Regions from separate parts of the Mus musculus genome. Here all the other regions are linked to region 3. A link is a contact called in public Hi-C, HiChIP or PLAC-seq and promoter capture Hi-C data. All regions are on one chromosome and are shown on one strand. The core of a region is the stretch at or near the end of the contact, and the rest is flanking DNA. Distances in the headings are between cores, read along the strand shown. Region 1 has its middle 37 kb from the start of Gm30069. Region 2 has its middle 29 kb from the start of 8430437L04Rik. Region 3 holds the start of Sp9 (trans-acting transcription factor 9). Region 4 has its middle 18 kb from the start of Gm39847. Region 5 has its middle 17 kb from the start of Gm30069. Region 6 overlaps Map3k20 (mitogen-activated protein kinase kinase kinase 20). Region 7 has its middle 57 kb from the start of Gm30069.

Evidence for each region. Promoter capture Hi-C pulls out the DNA fragments that hold promoters and counts their contacts. A called contact is a pair of places that touch in the nucleus more often than the background predicts. HiChIP or PLAC-seq counts read pairs in DNA pulled down with a chosen protein or histone mark.
Region 1: a promoter capture Hi-C map of hematopoietic stem and progenitor cells shows a contact between it and region 3, with 7 times the contacts expected there. The contact joins the enhancer-like site here to the promoter of Sp9 in region 3. A contact is called at or near these places in 12 of 39 promoter capture datasets (the 3T3-L1 cell line, the C10 cell line, HPC-7-derived erythroid cells and 8 more), 1 of 15 datasets of contacts at CTCF or cohesin (embryonic stem cells), 15 of 115 datasets of contacts at active chromatin or transcription factors (bone marrow-derived macrophages, craniofacial prominence, embryonic basal ganglia and 10 more) and 1 of 9 other capture datasets (macrophages).
Region 2: a contact with region 3 is called in a Hi-C map of muscle stem cells, with 3 times the contacts expected there. The contact joins the enhancer-like site here to the promoter of Sp9 in region 3. A contact is called at or near these places in 13 of 39 promoter capture datasets (the 3T3-L1 cell line, 3T3-L1-derived adipocytes, the C10 cell line and 10 more), 1 of 15 datasets of contacts at CTCF or cohesin (large pre-B cells), 4 of 484 Hi-C or Micro-C datasets (bone marrow-derived macrophages, embryonic fibroblasts, embryonic stem cells and 1 more), 14 of 115 datasets of contacts at active chromatin or transcription factors (bone marrow-derived macrophages, craniofacial prominence, embryonic basal ganglia and 8 more) and 2 of 9 other capture datasets (embryonic stem cells and macrophages).
Region 4: a contact with region 3 is called in an H3K27ac HiChIP or PLAC-seq map of embryonic stem cells, with 15 times the contacts expected there. The contact joins the enhancer-like site here to the promoter of Sp9 in region 3. A contact is called at or near these places in 5 of 39 promoter capture datasets (the 3T3-L1 cell line, embryonic stem cells, hippocampal neurons and 2 more), 1 of 15 datasets of contacts at CTCF or cohesin (embryonic stem cells), 11 of 115 datasets of contacts at active chromatin or transcription factors (craniofacial prominence, embryonic basal ganglia, embryonic forebrain and 7 more) and 1 of 9 other capture datasets (adipose tissue).
Region 5: an H3K4me3 HiChIP or PLAC-seq map of embryonic basal ganglia shows a contact between it and region 3, with 7 times the contacts expected there. The contact joins the enhancer-like site here to the promoter of Sp9 in region 3. A contact is called at or near these places in 14 of 39 promoter capture datasets (the 3T3-L1 cell line, 3T3-L1-derived adipocytes, the C10 cell line and 9 more), 1 of 484 Hi-C or Micro-C datasets (cortical neurons), 14 of 115 datasets of contacts at active chromatin or transcription factors (bone marrow-derived macrophages, embryonic basal ganglia, embryonic forebrain and 9 more) and 3 of 9 other capture datasets (embryonic stem cells, embryonic tail and macrophages).
Region 6: an H3K4me3 HiChIP or PLAC-seq map of forebrain shows a contact between it and region 3, with 10 times the contacts expected there. The contact joins the enhancer-like site here to the promoter of Sp9 in region 3. A contact is called at or near these places in 8 of 39 promoter capture datasets (the 3T3-L1 cell line, embryonic stem cells, frontonasal cranial neural crest and 4 more), 1 of 15 datasets of contacts at CTCF or cohesin (large pre-B cells), 5 of 484 Hi-C or Micro-C datasets (adipose-derived mesenchymal stem cells, cortical neurons, embryonic fibroblasts and 2 more), 11 of 115 datasets of contacts at active chromatin or transcription factors (VIP interneurons, astrocytes, craniofacial prominence and 8 more) and 2 of 9 other capture datasets (embryonic stem cells and embryonic trunk).
Region 7: a contact with region 3 is called in an H3K4me3 HiChIP or PLAC-seq map of craniofacial prominence, with 5 times the contacts expected there. The contact joins the enhancer-like site here to the promoter of Sp9 in region 3. A contact is called at or near these places in 8 of 39 promoter capture datasets (the 3T3-L1 cell line, the C10 cell line, the HPC-7 cell line and 4 more), 1 of 15 datasets of contacts at CTCF or cohesin (embryonic stem cells), 12 of 115 datasets of contacts at active chromatin or transcription factors (T-cell acute lymphoblastic leukemia, craniofacial prominence, embryonic basal ganglia and 8 more) and 1 of 9 other capture datasets (embryonic trunk).

Annotation. Positions count from the first base shown.
Region 1 is chr2:72,577,099-72,579,798 of GRCm38.p6, reverse strand. No RefSeq gene overlaps it. Among named protein-coding and RNA genes, the nearest start is that of Gm30069, 37 kb to the left of the region's middle. Within about 2 kb of position 1,343, at least 12 of the 459 cell types and tissues checked have an H3K27ac peak or open chromatin away from gene starts, as enhancers often do. A contact at or near this core is called in hematopoietic stem and progenitor cells, where this site is marked.
Region 2 is chr2:72,673,035-72,675,734 of GRCm38.p6, reverse strand. No RefSeq gene overlaps it. Among named protein-coding and RNA genes, the nearest start is that of 8430437L04Rik, 29 kb to the left of the region's middle. Within about 2 kb of position 1,259, at least 46 of the 459 cell types and tissues checked have an H3K27ac peak or open chromatin away from gene starts, as enhancers often do. A contact at or near this core is called in forebrain and muscle stem cells, where this site is marked.
Region 3 is chr2:73,270,586-73,273,285 of GRCm38.p6, reverse strand. Sp9 (trans-acting transcription factor 9) reads right to left here and starts at 1,360. Exons shown (of 2, transcript NM_001005343.2): 1 at 1,195-1,360; 2 at 1-161. The coding sequence starts at 1,215.
Region 4 is chr2:72,445,502-72,448,201 of GRCm38.p6, reverse strand. No RefSeq gene overlaps it. Among named protein-coding and RNA genes, the nearest start is that of Gm39847, 18 kb to the left of the region's middle. Within about 2 kb of position 1,406, at least 28 of the 459 cell types and tissues checked have an H3K27ac peak or open chromatin away from gene starts, as enhancers often do. A contact at or near this core is called in embryonic stem cells, where this site is marked.
Region 5 is chr2:72,596,657-72,599,357 of GRCm38.p6, reverse strand. No RefSeq gene overlaps it. Among named protein-coding and RNA genes, the nearest start is that of Gm30069, 17 kb to the left of the region's middle. Within about 2 kb of position 1,312, at least 18 of the 459 cell types and tissues checked have an H3K27ac peak or open chromatin away from gene starts, as enhancers often do. A contact at or near this core is called in embryonic basal ganglia, where this site is marked.
Region 6 is chr2:72,425,165-72,427,894 of GRCm38.p6, reverse strand. The region is part of intron 16 of Map3k20 (mitogen-activated protein kinase kinase kinase 20); the gene reads right to left. Among named protein-coding and RNA genes, the nearest start is that of Gm39847, 38 kb to the left of the region's middle. Within about 2 kb of position 1,479, at least 45 of the 459 cell types and tissues checked have an H3K27ac peak or open chromatin away from gene starts, as enhancers often do. A contact at or near this core is called in VIP interneurons, cortical neurons, embryonic basal ganglia and 2 more, where this site is marked.
Region 7 is chr2:72,556,669-72,559,368 of GRCm38.p6, reverse strand. No RefSeq gene overlaps it. Among named protein-coding and RNA genes, the nearest start is that of Gm30069, 57 kb to the left of the region's middle. Within about 2 kb of position 1,293, at least 21 of the 459 cell types and tissues checked have an H3K27ac peak or open chromatin away from gene starts, as enhancers often do. A contact at or near this core is called in craniofacial prominence, where this site is marked.

The DNA of each region.
Region 1 (2,700 bases), core at 94-2,593, 690 kb after region 3:
CACCCCCTTCTCCCGTTTCTCCCCCCTTCTCTTCAGAGAAGGGAAACTCCTCCACCCCCATCCCCAGTACCTACCTACCCTGGCACATCAAGTCTCATCAGGACTAAGTGCATCCTCTCCCACTGAGTCCAGACAAGGCAGCCCAGCTAGGAGAAAGGGATGCAAAGGTGGGCCACAGAGTTCAAATCAAAGACAGCTCCCGCTCCAATTGTTCGGGACCCACATGAAGACCAAGCTGCACATCTGCTACATTTGTGTAGGAGGCCTAGGTCCAGTCCATGTATGCTCTTTGGTTGGTGGTTCAGTTTTTGTGAGCCCCCATGGGCTCAGGTCAGTTGGCTCTGTAGGTCTTTTTGTGGTGTACTTGACCCCTCCAGCTCCTCAGTCCCTCCTCCACTCTTCCATAAGACTCCCTGAGCTCTGCCTCTTCATCAGCTGCTGGAGGAAGCCTCTGATGACAGTTGTGCTAGGCCTCTGTCTCTGCTGGCAGTGCCCCAGATGGACCCGGCAGGCAGGGGCAGGGCTTTAGTTTCTTAAGTGGCTTCATTCAAAGTTATTGAACCATCTGCTCTATTTGCAAATGCAAGATAGTAACATGGAAACTATTCGTTGCAATCGTAATCTTTGCCTGTGAGTTAAGTGGGGACCTGCATCATCCCATTTGACCCTCAGAACATCTCTATCAGGCAGCTGCTACCACTAGGACAAACATGCTAGTTACAAAGTCTGATAATTTGCCCAGGACCACCTGGTGGCCATTCAAGTTCAAACAGACCCAAGCACTAGAATCCAAAGGACCACCTTGGACTGTTCTCTACTAACTTGCATGACAAAAAAGGAAACAATTCTCCCAAAGTAGATCCCACAAATTTGAGGTTATGAAGCCCACATTTATTCCAATTGACTCCTTCCATTTTCAAGTCTCTACAAGGCAGTGAAATCTTTGAACTTAACTTTTCACATCAGTCAAATGAAAGTTGGGCAGTTGGCTATTTGACCAGATTATATGTAGTGTGGGTTTGTGGTACACGTGAGTCTGCTTCAGGAAAAATCATGGTGCTTTTTATTCCTTTAAAAAGAGAAAAATAAATAGATGAATGGATGATGGATGGATGGATGGATGGTATCAGAACATTATTTATGAGTAGATCTTAGATCTACATTTCTTAGTTGAGTTTCTAGTAATGAGCTCTCTTGCCCTGATTCTTACTCCACACCCTTCTGACTTCAATATTTCCCCATCTGTCAGAAGAGTGTGCAAAAAGCCACAACACCAACTGACATGTGCATAGTCACTTTCCTCATCGTTTTGCAAAACATCTGACAGAAGGAAGAAGAGAGGTGGCTCAGCAGCTAAGAGCATCTGCTGCTTTTGCAGAGGACCTGGGTTCCATTCTCAATACCTAATAAGGAGGCTCATAACTGCCTGTAATTCCAGTTCCAGAGGATCTATGCTCTCTTCTGACTCCTGCAGACACATGTTGTGTACACATACACACTCAGGCACACATGCACACAACATAAAACAAATAAATCTTTTTTAAAAAACATCTAATGGAAACAACTTAAGGCAGGAGGGACTTCTAGCTCAGAAGAAGCACTCTATCACAGCAGGGAAGCCATGGCAACTAGAGAGGCTCAGTCTATGGAGGCTGTGCCAGGGCTTGTTTATATCTTGGCAGATCTGGAAGCAGAGAGCTCAGTTGAAAGTTAGGCTGGCCTTACCCTCCAAAGCTCACCCCTCTGGCCCACCTCTGCCAGCCATGCCTCCTACCACAAAAGTTCCACAACACCCATAAAGCATCAGCATCAGCTAAGGTCCAAGTGTTCAAGCACACAAGCGGATGGGGGGACAGTTTACACCCAAACCGTAATAGTTATTAGGCAGTCATTTGAAAGAAGTAAAACTCCTTGAAGAACCCCCATAGTTGGTCATAGCCAGCCTCTAAAGTTCATTCTTGGGCTCTAAAGCTAAGCCAGGTCAAAATAGTATAGCCCTTTTCATGTAGAGCTTGTCTAACGTATAAGATGTGTGCTTGATGCTGAATGCTACCAGGTTAGCACTCCTCCCAGCTCAGCCCCTGCCACATACCTGTCTTAGTCAGGGTTTCTATTCCTGAACAAACATCATGTCCAAGAAGCAAGTTGGGGAGGAAAGGGTTTATTCGGCTTACACTTCCATACAGCTGTTTATCACCAAAGGAAAAGGGTTTATTTGGCTTACACTTCCATACTGCTGTTTATATTACCAAAGGACATCAGGACTGGAACTCAAGCAGGTCAGAAAGCAGGAGCTGATGCAGAAGCCAGGGAGGGATGTTCTTTACTGGCTTGCTTCCCCTGGCTGCTCAGCCTGCTCTCATATAGAACCCAAGACTACCAACCCAGAGATGGTCCCACCCACAAGGGGCCTTTCCCCCTTGATCACTAATTGAGAAAATGCCTTACAGCTGGATCTCATGGAGGGTTTTCCTCAACTGAAGCTCCTTTCTCTGTGATAACTCCAGCTCTGTCAAGTTGACACAAAACTAGCCAGTACAGTACCTAACGCAGAATAAATGGTGAGTACAGGAAATAGTCAGAAAGTCACTGGCTTTGATTCCCTAAGTTCTAAATCTTGGCTTACTGTCTGGCCTTAAACAAACAATGGTATCCCTTTAAGCTCCAGCTATTCTATCTACAGAAGGGAGTGCCGCAATA
Region 2 (2,700 bases), core at 10-2,509, 600 kb after region 3:
CTACATTGTCTCAAGGTTCTCCAGGAAGGAAGTCATGCTTTTCTTATCTAATGAAATCATACAGTTTGCACAGATGATATTTAGGATATGGCCTGTGTTATAAACACATTTGCACATGTACAAATTCCTATGCCTAAAATAAGAACTGTCAATAAGTATCAGTATAATTGGAGATATTTAAATGTATGGAAACCAAAAACTCAAACAATCAGGTACCCAGCCAGCCAGCTTGGTTCAACGCCTTTGGAGCCCTGCTTAGGATTCTGTTCCCTTTAATCCACCCTTCTCAAATCCTTCCTCAATATCTGTCTTCTCTAACCTCCTCTCTCTCCCCAGGCTCTTTAGGGGGAAGCTTGATGGAAGCTGGAATGATCCCCCTACTCCCAGCCATTGTCACAGAGGATAAACCCCTCCCCTGAGTGCTAACCCTCCCCTCCTGCTGGGTACTCACCATCTCCAGGGGCACTTAGTCTGCTCTTTGGCGTGGAGCATCCCTGGAGAATCTGCTAGTGTCCTGAGTCCTGAGACTGAATCCCAGCCGTCCTTAGAGTCCTTAGACAGGGACACCGTGTCTCCAAAACTGTAGCAGACACAGCTGGGACACAGGACTTGGGGATGTACAATGGTTTCCACATTATCTCTGAGGGAAAAGGAAACACATTTCTCTCTCATGTGGCTCAGCCACTAAAAATGGCTTAGACTACCATACGCTCATAGATCTTAAAAGGAAAGCTATCTGGAACAACTCATGAGATGCCTAAGAAAGTAGATGGCCTTTTCGTCAGCAATGCCACTCACAGTCTTCCTGATGAAAATAGTCAAAAAGGAAGGTAGGGATGTGTGCAGAGAGATTCATTGTACCATTGCTTACGGCTAAGTCCAAAAATGGTTAAATGAAGGCAGGGTCAGTCCAGGTAGTGATACTATGTAGCCATCAACAAAGAATGAAAAGGAGGAGGAGAGGTATGGGAAGAGAAGGCTGCCGTGAACTGTGGAATTGTGCTTATGACTAGATTTTAAAGAAATTACCAGCAATCAGAATTATCTCGTGCACACGATCTTTCTATAAAAAGGGGAAAAAAAAAGAAGACTCCGGGGAGGTACAGGGCGAGGAAGCATGATAAGGGGAGCCTAGAAGAGAGAGAGCCAGAGAAACACAGGGTTAACTGGCAGAAACTGTCTCCAGCCATGGTGTGCTTCTATCCCTGCAGCCGCAACAACTGGGGGAGGAGAATGGGGGCGGGGGCGGTGAGCAGACAATTTGGCTGACTAAGTGGGAGGCAGAATATCACACAGCTGCCTTCCCCACAGCTGGATTGGCTTTGCAGTGTTGACAGTTTGGAAAAAAAAGGAGAGAGAGAGAGAGAAAGAGAGAGAGAGAGAGAGAGAGAGAGAGAGAGAGAGAGAATAAAGTCTTGTCTATGGCTGTGAGGCAGGCAGCTGGGATGTGACCCTAGCAGGGAGCCCTGGTTTGATCAGTAGAAGTTACTGATTTATCTTGAATTGTAGAGCTATAATTTTTTAGCTCTGATGAAGTTTCCATTATATTATGTTGGCTTTTTTTTTCTTCTCCCCGGGGCTTCTAAGCATTAAAAAAATATATATTTTATTCCATGCTTTGAAAACTCTCCATAAACAAAATCACTGTGATACACACTTTCCTTCCTCCTGATCTATTACTGACTTTCTACCACACCCAAACAGTAAGTCAACTGTTGAAAATCTAAACTGAGAAGAGGAGGAGGAGGAGGAGGAGGAGGAGGAGGAGGAGGAGGAGGAGGAGGAGGAGGAGGAGGAGGAGGAGGAGGAGGAGGGAGAGAGGGAGGGAGGGAGGGAGAGAGACAGGCAGAGAGAGAGAGTGAGTCAGAGTCTAAGCTGACACACACAGGAAAAATGAACCCGGAGATTAGCTAATTACTCAATGAACTTCAGCTGGGTAGACAATCTGCCAAACTCATACCACTGGGGGGGGGGGGGGGGAGGGAATTATTTGTAGTTGTCTCCCCTGTCTCCCCTTCCCTCCCCTCTCCCTTCTCAGTCATGGTCCCAAATATATGAATGACAGCTCCAATTCTTTTACTGTGGCTTGGGTCAGCTTGCTACTGCTACTTAGGTCAGAGGTCAAGTAGTTACGAGAATGATATTAACACATCACTTCTGAGCGTTCTCTGTTGGCTGGAAGCATCTATTTTCGAACTCCTGCAGGTGGCCGCCTCTCACAAAGCATGTCAGATGTTGCAGGATGCAAAAAGGTTCAAGGGCCCGTAGATTTCAGACGCTTCTGTGGGGCCTTTTCACAAGTCCCTGCTACCGTTCAACATAATTTTCATGGCTCTTAGGGACTTAAATGCAAGTGAGCAATTTTAAAGAAATCAAAATATGACAAAAGGAATAAAGGCCCACTTTTCTGAAGCAGTCCTCGCTTGTCTCTCCTCCACCCACCAGTCGCCCTAGCTGGTAGATTCAGCCAATATTTGAGAAGGGCTTAAAACTTTTAAAAAGGGTTTAACCAGACCAAATTAATAGAGAACCCAAGGCACACATTAGATTACCATAAATTAAAAGACTGAAAAAAAAAGTAAGAACATGACATTGAAATATACTGTATGGCTGGCGGGCCAGAGTCATTTGATTGGCTTAGTACCAACTTGATCGTAATTACAATCATTGTAAAGTGGGGCCTTCAGGGAACTGGGTAGT
Region 3 (2,700 bases), core at 111-2,610:
GAGCCGAGGTTGCAGCTGGACGAGGAGCGCTTCCAGGGGTGGAAGCCGCCTTTGGCGAAGGCGCTGGACTCGGGCAGGGTCGTCAGGGGGCTCGTGTTGCCGATCTTGTTGCAGGTCGCCGCCAGCATGGCCAACGGGGTCGTTCCGAAGCGTGGCTCTTCCTAGAGTGGGTGGGGTGAAGGAGGGAGCGAGGAGGAGGAGGAGGAGGGCAGGGAGAAGTGGGGGAAGACACAAAGTGCACCGGTGAGCAGCCTCGTTCCCCCCGCGCAGATCCCGGAGGGCCCTGGCACCCCGGCTCGCGCCTCCTCCCCGCACGCTGGCGGGGGACGCGCCGCGCCCCGCGCAGGACAGAGGCGACCACGAGCGAGTAGGAAAGTTGTTCCTCAGTGAGACTATAGATCAGAAATGCCTCGGTTTTCGCCACTTCGTTCGCTGCCACCCTTGTCTAGAATCAGACTTGGGTTGACGCCATAAGCCCGCTCATCTCCCAGAAGCTCCCAAGTCGCCCTTCCGGGTGTAGCACGAAGGTAAACACACACAAGAAATAACGGGTGAGGGCGGGGGGTGGTGGCCAAAACAGCCACCCAGTGCTGGAAGAAACTCTTAGAACATTCCTCGAATGAGTGGCTACGACTTGGCTATTTTCTTTTATAGTTCAGAAACGTAGTTTTGATATTTACACAACGCACACGATTACAAAAAGAATCCAAGTATAAGCGGCTTTCAAAGTCAAGGGCAAACTGGGGAGCCACGCTAATGTAAGTGTTTATTAATGTAACTTCGTGGCCTGCAAAACAAGACTTTCCAGAAAACACTGTAATGTAATGCAACAACCCCCAAACCAAGTGGCGGGGGGTGGGGTTGGGAGTGGGGGAGTGATGTTAAAATCAAGAAGGGAAGAAAAGAAACATTCGGCTTTGCCTCAAAAACCAGTTAAAAGGGAACTTGCTTAAGACATTCTTTTCTTGCAAAGGCAAAAGGTCCCAGGTTCCAATAACTTGAAAAGATCGGTTCCAGAAATGTAGAAAATGCTAAAAGGAAACCAGAGCTGTGGTATAGCAACAGTTTCTTGAGAGATTCTGGCCCAGAGAAGCCATAAGAAAACAAAACAAAAACAAAAAACCACCACCAACAACACAAAAACAAAACAAACAAAAATGAGCAAAGCCTTTGCAGCGAGTCTTTTTCACTTACCCCAAGTATAGACGTGGCCATAGCAGGTTTTGGGCTGCGCGGCGAGGCCCGGAGCGGTGTTAAGCCTGGCGGCTGCTGGGAATCACGATTCAGGTCCCGCGCGGCTCCCGCGTCCCGCGCTCGCGCCGAGCGGACTCTGGGCTCCCGCCGGCAAAACTCAGCCTAAGTGCGAGGAGCACCCGCTTTGAAGTGCCGCTGGCTGCGCCTCTCGCCCAATGAGGGCGCAGGCAGAGCAGACGGGAGCTGCCCCGCAGCCAATCAGACGCTCCGAGGGGCCCGAGCCCGGGCTCCTGGCGCGTGCCAGTCAAGTCTGCGGGCGTGGGTGGGAGGGGGGCGGGCTAGGGACAGAAGAAATTACAGTGCAATTAAAAATTTACACACACTCACGTACCAAGCCAGGTTTAAGTACTGTTGAGACCAAGCCGCAGGCCCCCACCACTCCCACCACCCTGGCCACCTTGCTACGTAGGGCTGACAGTCTTCACTCTCCACTTGTGGGAAAGAAGCAGGAGAGGGACACCCCGGCCTAGGGCACAAGCAGAAATGGTCTGCGTTCACTTTGTGTGTACACGTTGTTGCTGCGAAGAACTTGAACTTGTAGCCATCACTCTTGCGATGGATTTATCCTTGTCGTGGTCGTTTTCCCAGATTCCTGCTCCCACCGTACTCTTTTTATACTCAGAGTCCTATTGAGCAGAGGGCGCAAAGGACAGCTGGGCCTCTCCAGGCAGGTCTACACCCACAGACTTGTTAGGAGAGCCCAGAGCCTGCTGCATCCCGCCATTTCCCTCCAGCGGTCTAAGTGACTTCCTAATTGTCGCTCTGGCCTCTGACCCAGGGGGTAATACAAGTGCCTATCACACCAGAAGCTCCTGGTGGTAATTGAGGGCACCCTTTGTATGGCTTCGCCAGCGCCTAGATACCAGGTTAACCCAGTTGTCAAATATGACTAAACAGTGGGACGTGCTGATTATCTGCCAGGTTTTTCTGGGGGCTGGCGTGGGGGTGGGAAGCATCAGCCCATACAACACTCTGCACGAAGCCGCTTATTTTCACATTGTAACAACTTTGGAAACGGAGACCGGCGCGAGCGGCGTCCGCCCCCCCACCGCCACCCCCGCCGAAGCTGCAGCTTGCACCGCTGTTTGTTTAACCCGGTGGAGATTTGCATGTCGGATTTCAGGTTGAAGTCGAGTTTTAGGGGATGTTTATAGAGTCATTTTTCTTGCTTCAGATTCAAACTATCTCCACTGCAGACTGCTAGGGCCTAGAAACTCCGTCTTCAGGGCCAAGGGACTCCAAAGGAAGGCTCATCTTCATCAGGCACCCTGCTGACACAGCCTTTGGAGGACCTCTCCGGAGCCTTCACCGAGAGAGTCTGCGAAAGCCAGGCCACACGTGGGCGCCTCCGCCTTCTGCAAGCTGGAAGCATCTTCAAAGCCTCTCTGGACCTTGGTGTAAAAAGAGGTGTCCTCACGCATCGCAAGGCGCCGCCGCTGGAGGGTT
Region 4 (2,700 bases), core at 157-2,656, 830 kb after region 3:
AGAGTCAGCTATTTTTAAGAAGCTCAGGATCTGGGGATCTGGGGTGGGGTGCCGTGGGGTAGTAGTGAGCTGTGTGTGCCCATCGCAGATGTCAGCTACACCCCTGCTTTCATGTCACAATTCCATCTGTGTTGATGTTCTGAGAACATCAACTTTGGCTGGGCCTGCAGTGGCTGGAGAGCCTGCTCAGTCGCTCGGCTGTTCCGTTGCTTGGTTTTAATAAGAGTGATCAATACCATCAGTTTTCCCTTTAAATGCTAATGATGGCTTTAACACAGCAGATGCAGACATACAGTGTAGTGCAGATTAAAATTAGGCTCGAAATTAAATCGCCTACACGTAGCAAAGGAGCCAGTTTGGACATCTTGATAAACAGCCACAGCCAGCTGACGCATCTTGAATTGTCTTGCGCCCATCCTCAGCCTGAATGGACATGGTGAGGCCATTAGTGAGAGGGCTTAGGGCCTGGGGGATGGGGGAGGGGGGAGGGGAGGTGACTGTGGGGCACATTTTGTGCACAGCTCTGTGCACCAATTCACCCTGCATCTCTTCTTTGTTATTCCTGTGACAGGCAGTAACGGAAGGTCTGCATTCAGAGTCCTGTGCTAAGTGTACAAACTCAAAATGGAAAATGAATCCAATTTCCTACAAGGCAAGGAGAGGCATCCTGGGAAAACCAGGCTGGCCATTCCCTAGAAGGGTCTCAGGATACCCAGAATTGGCTTCAGAACATAACTGGTGTCTCTTCTTGGAGTTGTGCTCAGGGACCGACTCTCATTGCAAGCTCACAAGAGATAGACAGACAATCTCAGAAAGGTAACTATTTTAACACTAGATCTATTTTTTTTGGTTTGGAGGTGCCTATTAATGACAATGAGTGTGCAACTGAAGAAGAATTTGAAGATCTGAAGGCTTGGTAGTCTGATTAATTAGCTGTCCCATTCATTAATAAATAAGTTGAGTACCACTTAAAAGCTATACTGGTGACCAAGATATAATAATATAATGTAATGTATTGTAATATAAGAAATATGACATGATATATTATATATAACATATATACTATATAATATAATAACCAAATGTAGTTCCTGCTCCATGCAGCTAATAGCTTGGCCAAGCAAGCAAGCAAGCAAGCAAGCAAATGTAGACAAACTTGGGGATAATTCCATTAGAGATAAACATGACTGAGCAGTCAAGTAGTTCTGTGCACAGGGCAGGACAGTGGCAGCTGGAGATCGTGGAATTCCCTACTGGGAGCAGCATTTTTAGCTCTGGGCTGAAGGTTGACTGTGGAAGCAGGTTGGGGGTGTACAAAGTTTCAGCAGACAAAAGGATGACTAATTTGCATGGCTCAATGGCCTGAGGAAGCTCGATACAGAAAAGGTTCACGAGTTTGGTCACATGATCATCACCACCACAGCTGTGTACTTTGCAGACCGAGTGGATACCCTTGTTACTTTGGGAGAGCCCTGCTGGTTAATCCTGTTGTTTATGTGAACTTGGGCAGAGGATAGCCCACGTGAAGGTTTTGCTCACTTTTTTTCTCTCAGCCAGAACTGAGAGAAACACAGCTGTTGGTAGGGAAGGAACTTCTCCAGTAGTAAGAGAAACACCAGTTATCAGCATCTAGTCTTCATTTTAATTGTGAATGAACTGTAAGGTCAGAGAAGTCTCCAGTTTTTATTGTGTTGACTTGGACAGACATGGCCACTGGTTAGGCAATAGGCAAGAGACTGCGAAAGAAGCCACTGGTATGAGCAATGAATGTTTGGAAACTCTCCGTTGATTTGGCCACTCCAGTCACCTCATAAGGCAGAAAAGGCAGGTAGATGGGAAGAGCTAGGCCCTGTCTTGTTCTCTCTTCTCCTCAGGCCAGACAGGCTTCAAGGTAGTTCTCCAAGTCAACAATGGCAAGCAATTGTTCAAAGGCTCTTGAAGTGCAGTCTCTGTTATCTCAGAATTAAGTCATGCTGCATCCTGGACAAGTTCATACAACTAGATCATGATGCCTCCTGATAGCAGCTTCTGGAACCAGAGCTACAGAGCATACCACACCTGTACTAACTTGTCAAGGAGGAAGGATTCGTTATAGAGATGGGTCCTGGAAAGCTTGTAACTATCTCAGGACTCTGCATTGCAAGAGCTGCAGTGGAGTCGGAGCGCCTTGAGCTACTCTAGGATGTTTTGACCTTGGTATGTTGAACTACTGGATATTTTGACCACTCTCAGAAGACCCCAGGATATTTTGATTCTGTATTTATAGATAAACAATTAGACCAGCTATATAAGTATTGAGAAGTGATTTTTGGCAATACAAACACAGAGTAAAATTTTTTTAGCTAATTAATTTTCTATGTATGTAACATTTACCATTTTTATATTAATCATGTATGTGTGTGTGTGTATGGTGCGTATGGTGTGTGTCTGTCTGACTGTGTGTATTTGAGTGACAGCAAAACATCCATATGTATAAAATAAAAATAAATAAATCTTAAAAAGAAAAAACCAACAAGGCCCAGTATGGTGGTTTGTATGTGTTTGGCTTAGAGAGTGGCACTATCCGGAGGTGTGGCCTTGTTGGAGTAGGTATGGCCTTGTTGAAGGAAGTATGTCACTGTGGGGGTGGGCTTTGAAACCCTCCCTCTAGCCATGTGACAGCCAGTCTTCTGTTTGACTTGCTGTAGAACTTTCAGCTCC
Region 5 (2,701 bases), core at 63-2,562, 670 kb after region 3:
CTAGCCTCAAACTCCATATCCTCCTGTATCAGTCTCCTAAGTGCTGTGATTACAGGCATATCCCACCATGTTAAGCTATGGGCTGATAATGGAATGCTGAGACCCCGTTCTCAGATTCTAACACACTGGCTCTCAGTCTTCCTAATGCTATGACCCTTTAATACAGTTCCTTGTGTTGTGGTGACCCCCAACCATAAAGTTATTTTCTTCTTATTTCACAACTGTAATCTTGCTACTGTTATGAACTGTAATGTGCATATCTAATATTCAGGATATCTGATATGCGACCCCAGAGGGGTCGTGACCGACAGGTTGAAAACTGCTGTTTTAACAGGTCACTCGAGGCCCAGGAAGCTCTCTGTTCTTAGCAGCAGTGCCTCTATGGGCTGGGTATCACACTGAGAAATACTGATAGATATATAACTTAGATGTTAACAGGTGAACCATTCAGCTCTTTAATAAAAGATTATATTTTTTTAAACTGTTTTCTTATAAAGCCAAGCATAGTGACATACACCTTTAATCTCAGTACTTGAGAAGCAGAGTTAAACAGATCTCTGTGAATATGAGGCTAGCCTAGTCTACGGAGTTCAAGACCAGTCAGGGCACACATTAAATGCCTGTATCAATAGAAAGAAAAAAATAGTGCACTTATAAATGAGTTAACAAGATTAACAACACTCTTAATTTTGCATCAAAGGATATTAATAAAGAGTGAAATATCACTTCTATCTGGCTAACTCATGCCTACTTTATGCACTAGTGTGGCCTTGGCAAATTTCTCTGCAGCCCAGAGTATACAGCCCAACATAGTATGGCATGTTCCAGCCAAGCAAGGAGACACCTGAGCAAAGGAAGAGATGGATTTGTTTTCCTGTCTAAACAAAATCTCAAACTCCATCCCATTTTATTTGCTCCTAAAACATAATCATCGAAGCTCCATCAAACCTGTCAAATATTAGAGATACACTTGACCTGGGCTGAAGTATCAGGAATTTTTAAACATTTAACTCCTAGCGTGTATTGGTATGAAACTAAGCTGAGCAGAACCCATTAATGTCACAGTGATCGGTTACCAATGGAAATAAATAATTCATGATGAAGGGAATTAGTCTAATTAGCAGGCAGTTTGAGTCCTTTGATAAAACCCCGCTCTAATTCCATGAAGGGCAGGAAGTGCTGTCATCAGTCAGCCCTGAAAAGATTAGCATCTATTATGAATGAGGTTCGTCACCCTAGCGAAGTCATGTGTGTCCTGGAGACAAACTTAATATGTTCCAGAATGGGACACAGTTTGTCTCACCAACACATCACGATTCCTACCAGGCTATTGTATGTAATAACAAGCAAAGATCAACGCTCTGTCCTACCATTCGCTCCCCTGTCCATCATTCTGACAACTGCGCAAATACATTTTCCATGCAAAGCAGGGAATGTGCCCTGAATACTTGCGAAATTGTGCAAGATGTCAAAGAAAATATGTGTTACTTTCTCACTCACCAAAACAAACACATGGAATCAAATGTCACCCCGGAAACTGACGGTTTCAAAGATGGTGGGCAATAGAGTTTGTCAGGCTTGGTGTATACACATTTCATTTTAAAAACTGTTGTCAGCCCTCTCCGGGGAATTTGCTTCCCTGCTTATCTCTTGAGATATTGGAGTTACAAGATCAATCACAGGCTTGCGGCTTCTGCAACTACAGATAAGTGGAGCTGAGTGTCCTAAGCAAGGCAACTCCGAGAATGCCAAACTCACATGAGAGAGCAACACAAAGCTGTTTTGTTTTTCATTACAGCACATAAATGGCTTAGATCGTCGGGATGGCTCGAAGATTTATAGTTTCGGAATGTATCTGGCCTGGTGTGTCTAAAAGATGTTGACTGTTCCACACTGCGCAAAACCCCACATTATTTTGCAGCCCACAAGCGGATGTGGCATCAGCTGTGTTTCCATTTTTACTTATGAGCCTTTTGAAATTACATGTTTCCATTTTGCAACTTGATGTAATAATGAAGAAACTCCAAATTTGTAAGTTATTGTATTGCTTGTTTTTATTGTGTAAAATTAATTGCTTCACTTATTTATGTCATTAAGGGGAGAGACCATTTTGCACATTTTATCATTTGCTGTAATAATTAACATGCCAATAACACCACAAAAGCTTTGGAAACAAGGCAGATCATGCCCGGATGTCTGAGCAGCATACAACTCAGGAAGTCCCGTAGGTCAGAAAGGCTGCTTCAGAAAAACATGGTGATGAATGTAGTATCCCATGGGGGTACCAACCCTGAAGAGTGATACCAAGGCATAGAAGTCTGTTTAGTCAAATAGGACACCTGTTTGTTTGTTTGTTTGTTTGTTTGTTTTTTCCAGAAACATAGCCTAGTTCATCAAAGTTGCAATCCCCTGCCCACATGCAGTTGGAGTAGATACTGATGCTACAGGCTTCCCAGGCTGCACAAACAGTACCGATGGCCCACTTAGATTTGAAAACAACCTGATCAGCATTCAGTGCAGGGTCTTTAAATTACATGTTCATTACAGGGTTAGATATTGGGCCTATCCAGGGCTAGAGTAATAACTGGCTCAGCAGTTAAGACCACTGACTGCTTTTCCAAAGGTCATGAGTTCCTAAATTCGCAGTACCCATGTTGTGGCTCACAACCATCCACAAAGGAACCTGATGTCCTCTTCTGTC
Region 6 (2,730 bases), core at 230-2,729, 850 kb after region 3:
GCTTAGATATCTTACAGCCAGCCTCATGGGACTGGAATCCATGCCCTAGATACATCAAGTTCAGTCTTAGAGCCACTAGCTTCTCCAACCCCCACCTGCTCCTCTCTTCCCATAAATGGAGAAATATAAAAACCACCAACTGTGGGAGTACTTTAAAATATAAACTAGAGCGGTCAGAATAAACTTTCTGAAAAAGCAGAGCCGGGAGAGAAAGATGCAGCCATAGCAGCTGACTGGCTTTTGCGAAGCAATCCCGGATTAAAAACAAAACCCACAAAAATAATATTGGCTACAGCTGTATACAAAGCAGGGAGATGCTACTGATGGAGGTCTCTGAAGGCTCCTTTACATGTGTCACCATTATCCAGCTCAGCTGCCAGAACCTGCTGTGTCAAAGGCAGGCAAGTGGCACGTCCTGCGATAGCACCTGGGTTATTTACCATTAAGTATAACCCCGCCACGCTGTATTTTATTATGCCGTCTTTAGAAGGAAGAGAATACAAGTATGGTTAATTTGCTTCTCTTCTTTATCTATACGGTGTCGTGACCCATCACGGCTTTGTCCCACGAAATTGGTTTTTTCCAACCCAAAAGAAATCCACAAGAAAGTCTCCCTAAAAATTCCATTAATAACCTCCTTTCAGCGCGCATAGGTTGCAGGGTCTGGAACTAAGAATGTTTTAATCTCTTCAGCAAAACAATGTCTCATAATGATGTACAGGACTACTGCCGCCCTGATGAAGAATCATACATAATTCAGCACCTTTCCCTCTGGCACCACTGTGATAGCCTCATTAGCCGCGGCTCACAGTGTCTGTCAGATGGTGTCCATGCGAACGCAGGCATTATATTGTCTTTGAGATGTGCAGCTGCTTCCGTGACACTGCCAGTATATAAAAACATGACGCCAGTTTGTTTTATTTAGTGCTAAACCTTCCAGTTTGTAAAAACAAGGCTGACACAGAGCCTGACATGAGGCAGTGAAAATAATTAGCTCTCATTTTCTCAGCCTCCTATTTCCTTCTCCCTGCTGTGTTCTCTTTCCACTAAACCACCACATGTCAGTCGAAATGGGAGGCAATTAGTGGGCTCATTTCAGTCTCCACAACTGTGCTGAAAAGAAAGTATTTATGATGGCACAATGAGCAGCTGAAAGATTAAATAACATTTGCCTTTTGAAAAGAAAATGACTTCTAGCTAAATGGGCAATTTTTGATTATTCTCAAACAAGCTTAGAGTAGTTGGTTTTTAAAATACAAGAAAGGAAAATGAGTCATTTTTAGGTGAAAGAATCAAATAAAACTTGACACAGTAATGCAAATAACTGATGTTTTATTGCAAAATATGTAAATGTGTTATACCCTTAACAATGGCTGGTGTCTAAGGTCAGGGCAGACTGGTGCCAAGGAGACACCAGTGGAGATAAGGTTGTTATATCGCCTTTTGGGGGGTTGTTATTGGAGTTACGTATGAAAAGGGGCCGTAGGGATGACGGGAAGTAAGACACACCGAGCGAGACACACTTTCACAGGACACACTAGGCTTGAGTATCTAAGGTGGTTCGGATATTAGTTAACGGCTTAGAAAGGGCTTTACAAATTTTGCATTTGGAATTGGAAGATAGTTATCTTGTAAAAAAATGAATAATTAGTTTTGCTATTGATTTCCCATTAATTAAGAATATTCTGTGTCGGACTAGGTTCCTAAATGAATATAGACAGTGGCCTGGCTTACCTAAGTGCTCATCTGACCCTTTCAATACTGAGACATTTGCTGCCTTTAAACTTTTACTCAAGATTCTCAGGATATAAAAGTAGCTACTTGTAAAGTTGTCCTCCTATCCCATGACGAGCAGTAGATTTATGAAAAAGCCCTGACTTGGGGGCGGAGATACGCACTCTTTACCATTTGAGCCATTTTCAATCCAAATTCTAACATGCAGGATTGGGAGAGCTGTCGTGTGTCCTTGCGTTCCAGTGCTTTTAATTTTAATGTAACGAATGTGTCTGTTTTGGAGTTTGTTATTCTCAAAACCTGTAAGTGACCTTCTCAGTACAAAGCTTACAATGGTACCCAGAAACTTCTAAAAGCAAAGACCTCTGTCCAGATCCCAAACTGTGCCTGCTGTCTAGGAATCGTCAACTAGAGTGACCACAGAGGGTTTCAGAAGACAGGCACGGATTTAGATTTTCATATCCCTGTCTCCAGAAGTCTATTTTCACTGCTCACAAATCTAAATCCTGCCTTTTGATTCATACAATATGGTCAGTGTGAGACAATATAAGTCAGTGCTGATTCAGAAGTCAGGTGACCATGGCTAAAAGGTTAAAAGGCTAGAGTGGTCCCTGAGCTCTGGTATCCTGAAAACCAGCACCAACATGTCTGTATTAAGCCTGTGTTTGCTCACATGTGCGACATACATCACTGTGGGCTATTTTTAAAGGGATACATAATCCCAAGGAAGGCTAAAAATGACCCAATCGTGTGCTAGAGGCAGCTCTCCCAAGTGGATTGTTTTTTCTTTTTAAAATTTTTTTAAAGATAATTAATTTATTTTTATTTTATGTGCACTGGTGTTTTGTCTGAGTGTGTCTTTGTGAGGGTGTCAGATGCCCTGGAACTTTTTTTTTTTAATTAGGTATTTTCTTCATTTACATTTCAAATGCTATCCCAAAAGTCCCCCATCCCTGGAACTTTAGTTACAGACAGAGTGAACTGTCATATAGATGT
Region 7 (2,700 bases), core at 44-2,543, 710 kb after region 3:
CACTCAAAGGACCATCTCCCAGCCCTTAGCACTAGTTGCCCGTGGATTCCCAAAGCTCCTGAAACGAGCCTCCTACACACACGTCCACCTCTGCCCCCCCCCCCCCCCGCCACTCCCTCCCACACACACACACTCTCCCTTCTTCCTGACCTCCAAACTGCAGAGTCTCTGCATTGGAACTCAGCCTCTGCCCCCCCCCCCGCCCCCCGCCACTCCCTCCCCCACACACACACACTCTCCCTTCTTCCTGACCTCCAAACTGCAGAGTCTCTGCATTGGAACTCAGCTTAGTCACAGAACCTGTCTGTCACTCTTCACACCTGATGAGAGACATTGAGCTCCCAAAACACCCTCTGCGCAGAAGCCCACTACAATTTTTGCAACATGTCAGAATTTCCCTCTAGTATTGGCAAGCAGGGAGACCTTCAAAGAAAACCTGGATCACCGACCCCTGCAGCCTCTCCATAGAACACACGCTCTGGGTTGTTCAGTCCCTTGGATTCAGCATGGCCAACTTTGGCTCTAAATTCCCTTTAAAACAAACAAACAAGCAAACAAACTTGCATTCATTTGCATGCTGGCCCATCTCTCTCACTTAAGTGCAAGTGGTCCGGGGCCACACCCCATTTATCTCTGAACTGCCCATCCTTTTCCATTTTGTAGCAATGTCTACCCCCGGTAACTATTATGGGTTGGATTGTGTTCCTCTAAAATACTGTACTGAAATCCCGAACTTTATATCTCAATCTTTGACTGTGTTTAAAGACAAGGCTTGTATAGAGTTTTGCATTTTAGAAGAAGTTACTAGGCAATTGTTACAAAGGACCCTAACCCAATATGTTCATAAGAAGGAGGTTGGGAGTTGGAGACAGCCTAGCAAATAGCAAGAAGATCGTGAGAAGGCAGAGGTGAGGGAGGTATTCCAATCCACTAAGAAACAGCCAAGAGTATCAGCAGTCGTAAGGTGCTAAGAGAGAGGCACAGACACACATTCCTCTCACGATCCCCAGAAGGAGCCAACTCTACCAATGGCTATTAGTGTCCATGTAACTCCAGAACAATGAGGCAATAAATGTCGAATGTACAAGCCACTGAGTTATGTCACCTTGCTACATACAACAGCCTTAGTAAACTGATAGAGTAGTTTAATTTGCCCAGTAAATTATTTAGTCAGAAAGGTCTAGAAGAGAAGAGCTTATGGTCTCCTTGAAGGCGAGACCTTGCCCGCTGTGTTACCCTGTATGAAACCTGATATACTGTGCAGTATTGGACCTAGCCTCCTTATTCGCTTTAACAATCCAGATTGGCTTTGCAAGGCACAACTGTAAGCCAGCTGTTTGCAAAGAAGGGGGTGGGTAAGCTGTAAAAACCTCAGAGGAAGGCTCTGGTTGGCTGTTACTGGTTTGAGGAATTTTGAGTGGCGAGTTACAGCCAATCTAAGAAGTATTCCCCTTAGTTCATGAGGGCTCTCCTAAAGGCCTGCATCCCATTTGTGCTCCTTTCTCCCTGACCTCAGTTTCCCTATGTATAAAACAGGCTGCTGCTAGCTTAGTCATCCCCAGAGAGACTTTGAGAGTCTCACATAACTTACGTATCTAATTACTTCAGTGCTAATGTTTTTCCATAAATACATCATGAGCAAAATTCTACATAATGCCGGATCTGCCAGCGCCGTCCCAGTGTGCAGTAGAAGCGTAAACACTTTTCTTTCTTTGAGGAAGTTCTTTATGAGCATTAAATGAGCAGATGATTTGTTGAAAAAGAACAGCAAATCAGAAACACACACACAGAGAGAGAGACTGCTCGAACGATGATTGTTCTTGAATGCTGCTCCAAATCTCTGTCTTCTCCCCACTCCTCATTCCTCTGACAAACAGCTAAGTCCCCAGCATGTCTGCAGGAGCGAGACCTTCATTTTCCTACCCGTTCCTTCCACTTACCCTTAGTGCCTCTGTCATTGCAGCCAGCTCAGGGAGCCCCCAATCTCCTTGGCTTGCTTTCTCCATTACTTCCACAGCTGGAAATTCTGCCCTGGCTGGCCCAAGCCCAGCAGCTCCCACCCTGGCTCCCTCCCTCTGGGCTTAGTGATTCATCCATCACCCAGGCTCTTCAAATCTCACCTTAAAAGCTTCCCACCCCCTAAGTTTTATCTTGCTGTCAGCTCTCAATGCAAAATGTTTTGGGACACTTTGTATTAAGTGTGTTATTGGCACTAATGGTACGCACGAATCAATTGTATTAAATCTTCATGACTTCAGGTAATTGGTCTGGGAAAATGACATTCTCAATTTCCCCGTAGGATTTTGAATTTGTCTCTGTGTTCTTTCTCTTCCCACCCCCCACCCCCAGCCCCTTGGTGCTGTTTTGAACAAACAACAAAAATTACATAAACTGTCGAATCTCCTTTGCCTCCATTTTCCCTCCTGCACCTTCTCATTGTGTGAATTGGCATCGTCTCCCAATGCAGTCCCGTTTACTTCTGGGCCCACGGTATAATTTAACTTTCCGCAACATAAAATAAGTCAGCAGCGATTTTTTTTTTGACTTGTTCTGACAATATCCAAAGTTGTCTCTCACTGTTTTTATTTAAAGGTACTAGACACAAACCTGGCTGTTCTCACCACCGGCCTCTGGGAGGGCTACAGCTGAGACAAGCCGCTGTCAGGAACAAGTGAATAAAACTAACAAGACCATTGAGCT